Linked DNA regions of Mus musculus: region 1 is linked to region 2. A link is a contact called in public HiCAR-type data. All regions are on one chromosome and are shown on one strand. The core of a region is the stretch at or near the end of the contact, and the rest is flanking DNA. Distances in the headings are between cores, read along the strand shown. Region 1 holds the start of Fsd1l (fibronectin type III and SPRY domain containing 1-like). Region 2 overlaps Abca1 (ATP-binding cassette, sub-family A (ABC1), member 1).

The links. HiCAR-type assays count read pairs that join an accessible place to other places.
Region 1: a contact with region 2 is called in a HiCAR-type map of astrocytes, with 4 times the contacts expected there. The contact joins the promoter of Fsd1l here to the enhancer-like site in region 2. A contact is called at or near these places in 20 of 39 promoter capture datasets (the 3T3-L1 cell line, the C10 cell line, the HPC-7 cell line and 12 more), 1 of 484 Hi-C or Micro-C datasets (bone marrow-derived macrophages), 11 of 115 datasets of contacts at active chromatin or transcription factors (SST interneurons, astrocytes, bone marrow-derived macrophages and 7 more) and 4 of 9 other capture datasets (adipose tissue, embryonic stem cells, liver and 1 more).

The regions. Positions count from the first base shown.
Region 1 is chr4:53,629,660-53,632,962 of GRCm38.p6, forward strand. It overlaps Fsd1l (fibronectin type III and SPRY domain containing 1-like), which reads left to right and starts at 1,812. Exons shown (of 13, transcript NM_001195284.1): 1 at 1,812-1,953. The coding sequence starts at 1,939.
Region 2 is chr4:53,114,745-53,118,199 of GRCm38.p6, forward strand. The region is part of intron 5 of Abca1 (ATP-binding cassette, sub-family A (ABC1), member 1); the gene reads right to left. Among named protein-coding and RNA genes, the nearest start is that of Abca1, 43 kb to the right of the region's middle. Within about 2 kb of position 1,292, at least 99 of the 459 cell types and tissues checked have an H3K27ac peak or open chromatin away from gene starts, as enhancers often do. A contact at or near this core is called in adipose tissue, astrocytes, bone marrow-derived macrophages and 3 more, where this site is marked.

The sequences.
Region 1 (3,303 bases), core at 562-3,061, 520 kb after region 2:
TCCCTTCAGCTGGCAGGAGTGAAGCTGGGCATTCCTCTCCTAAGCCCCAGCCAGGCCTGCGAGCATTGTTTCCTTAGCCCTGTCTAAACCATGTTTCCTTTTGTGTCTTTTATCATATACCTTGCATTTCTGTTCAGGTAAGAAAGGGTCATGTGGTGGTGGTGCACTCCTTTAATCCCAGCACTCAAGAGGCAGAGGCAGGAGAATCTCTGTGAGTTTGAAGCCAGACTGGTCTACAAAGCAAGTTCCAGAACAGCCAGGACTATACACCCTGTCTCCAGAAAAAATAAAGCAAAGCAAAGCAAACAAACAAACAAAAAAGGTCTATTGGGTGCACAGTGTGTGGCCTGCTCTTTGCTAAGGTCAGAATACAGGTGTGGTAAAAGAAGTTTTGATCTTAAGAAACCACAGTGTCGTTGGACTCTAGTAGAAACATAAAACATTGAAGTGTAAATATGATTCATCTAAAACAGCTCCTGCCTCTCCAAGGTCTTGATTCTTAACTGTCCTTCTAACTAGATATTCTTCCTCAACCCCTTTCATATAACCCTTACCCAGGTCATTCCTGCGTAATGTCAGGAAATTGCACCCCACCTCTTCGGAGTCTATTAACTCTGTGCAATTTAATTGTTTACTTTATTTCTTCCATTTACCTCATGCAATTTCCTCCTTTGTTAATTTTTTCATGTGTGTGCTTTGGTCGAGGGTATTACAATGTGTGGGCACACAAGTGGGGGCACCTGTGTGCTGGTGTGTGTCTGTGGTCACTTGGCTTTTATGTGGGTACCAGGTTCTGGGTATACAGACTCTGGTACTCATGTCTGCCCACTGATCTATCTTCCTCCTCCCTGATTTCTCTTACAAACTTTTCTTCTAACAGCCTCATGGATTTGTATTGTCATTTCCCACCTTAGATTGTAAGCTCTTTGAGAAGCAGGCCTTTTCACTGAGGATTTGTGTAGAAGGGCAGAACCGGTTCGTAAGGCTCATTCATACTCGTTTCCCTTTTATTCCATTAGGATGTGAACACCCAGAAGAATTTTTCTTGAGTCACCTAAATGGAGATGAAGCCTGCCTTTCTGGAGAACCTTTCCAAGTCTTCTCCCCAAGCTTTCTGGTCTGCACTGCCAGCTCCACCCGTCCTGAGCAGATTCTAATGTGCTGTCCCACTCTCATTTACTCCATGCTCTGGGGAGTTCAAACACAGGATTTAAGCTGTCCTCTGCGAGGTCTGCATTCATTCTATTTCATTGATGACACAGGTCACGGAAAAAGACTTGCTTACAAGGTAGCAAGATACTAGTAGGGCAAGGTTGACCAGGCAACAAAGCCCATGTGGTCCCATACCCACGTATCTGTAACTTCTTTCTACCCCTTGTCCCAGAGCCCTTTAAGGTTTCCACCACGCTCCCTGAAGACCCTTCCACATGTTTCCGCGGCCTCTCCATCCTAGCGTGTTTATTCCAGCTGGATCACTGGGCCTGGCCTACCAAGGCTAAGTGGAGAGACGCTGCAGGTGAAGGATGCGTCCCGGGCTGAGCTAGCTCCCAGGCTCTCCGCACGACCTGGCTGCTGGGTGCCCAATGGTTCATTGCAAGGCCCGCAGCGATGGCACAGGAAAAAGGATGCAAAGAAAGAAGCAGTTGCAGAAGGAAGACGCAGGCGGCCAGGCAGCGCTCCATCCTCTCCGCCGGTGCGGGTGTCGGCGCACGCATGCGCATGCGTGGCGCGCTCGCACCCCACCCTCCCGCGGGCCGCCCTTTCACCCTGGCAACCGCGGCTCGGTAGCGGCGCGCGCGCGGGTTGGGCGCGGACGGGCGGGATCTCTGCGGGACGGGACAAGGCTGACGGCGGCAGAGGTAGCGGGTCTCTAAGGCTCCTCCAGCTTCTCACTCAGCTCCGGTGACAAGTTCGGCCCGGAGGGCTTAGTCCCTAGCCATGGACTCGCAGAAAGTAAGCGGGGGCGCAGCGCGGGGCCGAGAGGGTGGGCGGGGCGCGCGGGGCTGGGCGCGGAGGACGAGGCCGGGCCTGGGACCCACCCGACCCGACCCGACCCGACCCGACGGGACCTGAGAGCCCGCAGGGAGCGATGGCCGCGCCCGGGACCCCGGACGACCTCTGTCCTGCTCTTGGCTCCGGGAAGGCACTGCGGGGAGGAAACCGCGAGCCGCACCCGGGTCTCTGCCGCCCTCTGCGGGCGCTAGGCCCCTTTCTTCCCGCTGCCCGCGGCGTGCTCCGAGGGTGGGTCCCTCCTCGGTTGGAGTGAGGACCAAGGCTCGGCCTCGCGTGGGGGGATCCCCGCCCGCGCGGAAGCTGGTGTCTCTTTTCTTCCACCGTGTCTTCAGCATGGTCTCTGCGCTGTAGGTCCGGGGACTGAATCTCCTTTGTACATCTGCCCACTGCCTTGCTAGTGGTTTATTTATAAGCAGATCTCAGTGTTTGCCTAATTGAGGAAAAAGGCAGTTGTCAGGGCCGCTGCCCCACCCTCGTCCTTCAGTTGGTGAGGCTGGCCAGTAGTCTTGTTTCGGAATGTTTAGTACTTTGAGAACAAGTTTAAGGAAAGAGTTACACAATAGCCTTTTTTAATTAAGCAAATAGTGCACTGAATACAATTGCAACTGAATTTTTAATATTCAGTAGTAATTCCTGTATTAAAAAAGTAAGCCACCTTGCTATCTTTGTTATGTTATAGTGTAATTGCAATACATTGCGGTATAGGAAAGAAAAACACAAGTGTTATTAATAATACATCAGGGAAAACAAGGGCATTTCTAAGAGGCCATTCTTTTTTTATTATTGCATAGAAAGTGCCAGAAAGAGTTAGAGAAAAACTGCAATTCTTACCTGGATTCATCTTTCTGAGCTTGCCTTGAGACCCATTCATTTGGGTATATCCAATTATTATTTCCACAACTATACTATAGTATCTTTTAAAGAGATTACTAGTATGTCTAAGAATGTGTATTTTGAGTGTGTATAAATTTAAAGGATTCTCTGTTAGGCTGATAAAACATTGCATGACTTATTAGAGGAAAGGCATCATGTGATATTTAAGTGGGCATTAGCAAAGGTCAAAAGGAAGAAGAGCAAGTGCCTGGAGAATCCGGAAAGATGAGTTTCAGGGTGCAGTGTGTTTGCTACCTGTATGCAGCGCACATTCCTCTCTTTCATCTTCTGTTCTGTAGAAATAAGAAAAGAATATACTATTAGAAAGTCTGGATAAAATACTCCATTCGGAAAACAGTATTTTCAAGTTTATGAATAATTAGTACTAAAATAGTCTGTGCATGGTAAAATGCTAAA
Region 2 (3,455 bases), core at 42-2,541:
TCCAATTGATCCAGCACCAGAGACTCTTATCAGAGAGGCTGAACTCAAACACTTCCTGCCTGTGTGACCATGAACCTCACTTGGCCCCTTTCTTTGTTCTCTCTTAACCTCAGTTTCTTAGACATCAAATGGAGTTGGGGCCAACAAGAAGGTTTAGCAAGAACAGTACCTGCCACCAAGCCTGGCACCCCAATCTCAGTCCATGAGACACACGTGGGATGACTTCCACAAGCTGTCCTGTCCCTTCACACCCAGCCCACCTCACACACATACAAAATAAAGTGTAATAATGTTTTTAAAAGAATATGGAAATAGTAACATTCATAAGTTGATGTAGAATGCAATGATTAAGAGTATGAACAAGAGACTGGAGCTAGGAAGATGGCTCACTCAATAAAACACCTACTGGGCAAGCGCAAGGAACTGAGTATTCACCCCCAACATCAAGGTCAAAAGTCATGAACCATCCATGCCCTCAGTGCTGGGGAGATGGACAAAGGCTCAAGGCTTGCTGGCCAGTTGGTGTATCCAAATCAGTGAGCTCCTTGTTCAGTGAGAGATCCTAAATTCAATACTGATGTCTGCCCTCTAAAACGAGTACACACAATACACACACACAGACACATACACACACACACACACACACACACACACCACTCACTCACTGAAGACCCAGAGCTGGTTAGTTGGGAGTGTTTACATGAGAAGGTGTGGTCCCAGTTAGAATGTGAACATCAGGGAAGCCAGAAAGCTGTAGTCAACAAAGGGCCAAAGGAGTTCTCTCATTGCTGGACGAAAGTATCTGATCTGCGGAGCCCAGCTTCCTGATTGGCCGGAGAGGCAGCCAGCCGCCTGCCATGTCCCTGGAGCTTTGGGCACAGTGAAGCAGGGCAAAGGGGAGGAGAGAGGGAAAACAAAATAAAAGGCTGGTGTCTAAAAAGAGCAAACAGATGAGATGCATCTGTGGGCTGGGACAGAGTGAGACACAATCCTGGGTTTCTTGCTATTCATCTGGGTCAAGTCACTACAGCCAAGCTAAGGAAACAGCACAGGCAGATAGAAGTTAGAGAGAAGCCTAACTCTGGGGGGGGGGGGGGGGGGGGTCTTCCTGGTCATGGAAGCGTTCGCTCTCCCACCTGCCTGCTGGAACCCAGGAGCAGAGGAGGAGGAAGAGGAGGAGGAAGGAGGAGGGCGAGGGAAACAACAGAGGAAGGCAGAGGAGGAAAACCCTGGCAGCAGCCACTGGGGTTACTCTCGGTCAGTGCCCTCTCTAAGCCCCAGCTTAAGTTTCAAGTTCTCTGCAGTCTTGTGCTCTATACAAAAGGAACCACAGCCATCAACAGCTTGAGACGTGGGTGGAGGAGAGAAATGGGGAAAAGGAGAAGCAGAGAAAGAAGCCTTGCCAGCAGCCCCAGCCTGCATACCCTTCTTAAATGGACCCCCTAGGCAGCAGCAGGGTGGAGTAGAGGTGGGGTTGAGGTCTCCTAGCCCTGGCTGGTCAAATGAGCAAAGACTTGGGGGTGGGGGGCTGGATGACAGTCTTGTGGTTCTATTTAGCCTATTTGATTAGTCTTATAAACAAGACTTTGGAATATTTTCAGCTACAAAGGGGCTGGAAATAATCACACCTGTTTATTAGTTGGTTGGTTACTTAGTTCCTTTCTGAGTCTCACGGCTTCCAATTCCTCATTCTCCTACTTCCACCTCCACAAGCTGCCATTATAAACACACCATCATGCCCAACTTCGGGTATCTGTTGCTTTGGTTCATTTTGTGGTGCTGGGCCTGTGAGATGTCTCCAGAAGACTTTGTGGGGTGCTCTGGAGAGAAGGAATAGTAGCTGGGTGGATATGCCCTGGGGAACCTGTGAGCGTGGACGAGGGTGAGCCAGACTGTGGGCACACATGCCTTGAGACCTCCATGGTGGTCACGGGGCCCCGGAGAATTTTCTTGCCCTGCAGTGAAGGCTTTCTCAACAGCACAGAAGAAGTGCTAATTGGAGTCTAATGAACCTGGGTCACATTTCCATTACAGAATGTTCTACTTCTGTGGACATTGGAAGTCACTTTTCAGGCCCTCCAAGTTTCTGGGTTCCGAAAGCACTAATAACACCAAGCATGGCTTACAGTGCACAAGAAAATATAAACTGGAGACTAAATATAGTCAAAATACATGCTGATAAAATCGTCATGGCAATTAGATGACCAGTTCCCAAGAGACCTGACTATTCGTGGCTATACACCCTGAACCGTTTGCTGCCAAAACCTCGTCTTTAGACCAACAGAAATTGTACAACTTTAGACACTGTATGCTGTTTAAATTATTTGGTGCATCAGTTAAATGTCTACTGTATCACAGTACCAGTGCTAAGGATAAAAGGGGAAAAAACCTAGTTAGTGCTTCCCAAAGGCAGGGACAAAAGGGGTATCGTATGACATAATCCCGGCCCTTGCTATCCAAGAGATTGTGGGCATCCAGTAAGAACAGAGCAGCCCTGTGTGCTATTGAGAATCAGTCACAATTGAGATGACAGCAGGAAGGAAACACCTTTCCCCAGATCCATGCTCTAAGGCAGCCACTGGCTGACAGGAGAAGAATGCTGGGAAACTGGAGGCCTCCCAGGAAATCAGTCATCAGAGAGAGTCCTCTCAGACGAGCTTACGATTTTTATGAAAGCGCTTTTTAAAAAGATTGAAGAGACACACACACACACATATACATAGATGAAAGCAAACACTCATAAAACAATATAAATCTTCTTTTTAAAGACCTTGAGGGGTGGGCTCATTCTTCTGTCTCTTCTACCAAGTTAAGAGTCAAAAGAGCCCTCCAGGAGACGGTAGCCCACAACAGAACTTGGACGTCTGGGATTCTTAGAAACCATTTCTATCAGGTAAAATTACTGAGCCTTGGGTATTTTCTTATGGAAGCTAGAATGGATTAAACAAATAAGCATGCCTTCCTAACAAGAGGGAAGCTGCTAGAACCCTCTGGGATGAGAGCTTGAGTCATCTAGCAAGAGTCTGGGTGGTAAGGAGGAGCCATTGAGGGCTGTGGCTCTCACTGGCCAGCAGGTGGGGCCTGAGACAGCAGGTTGGCTGAGATAGCTGGAGGAAAATGAGAGGGAATACTGAGGTGCTAACACTGGTCCAAATGAGTTCTGAACCTAAGGAGAAACAAAACTCAGGAAGCCCATATGAGGAAAAAACAAGAAGACAGCTGGTAAACAAACAAACCCCCCATACTTTGTAGAGAGCCTTTTGTGAACACCTGAGCGATGCAAAGCAAAGGGGATACTTGGAAGATGGAAGGAGAAAAGCAGGAAAGGGCAACAATAGGAAGAAACTAATTAGAAACAGGAAAAACTGAATCCAAGAGAAGGTGGCAGAGACAGGAGGCATGGGAGATGGGAGAGTTTAAGCCACCCGGTTCTAAGCTATGACTTTGTCTCTAAC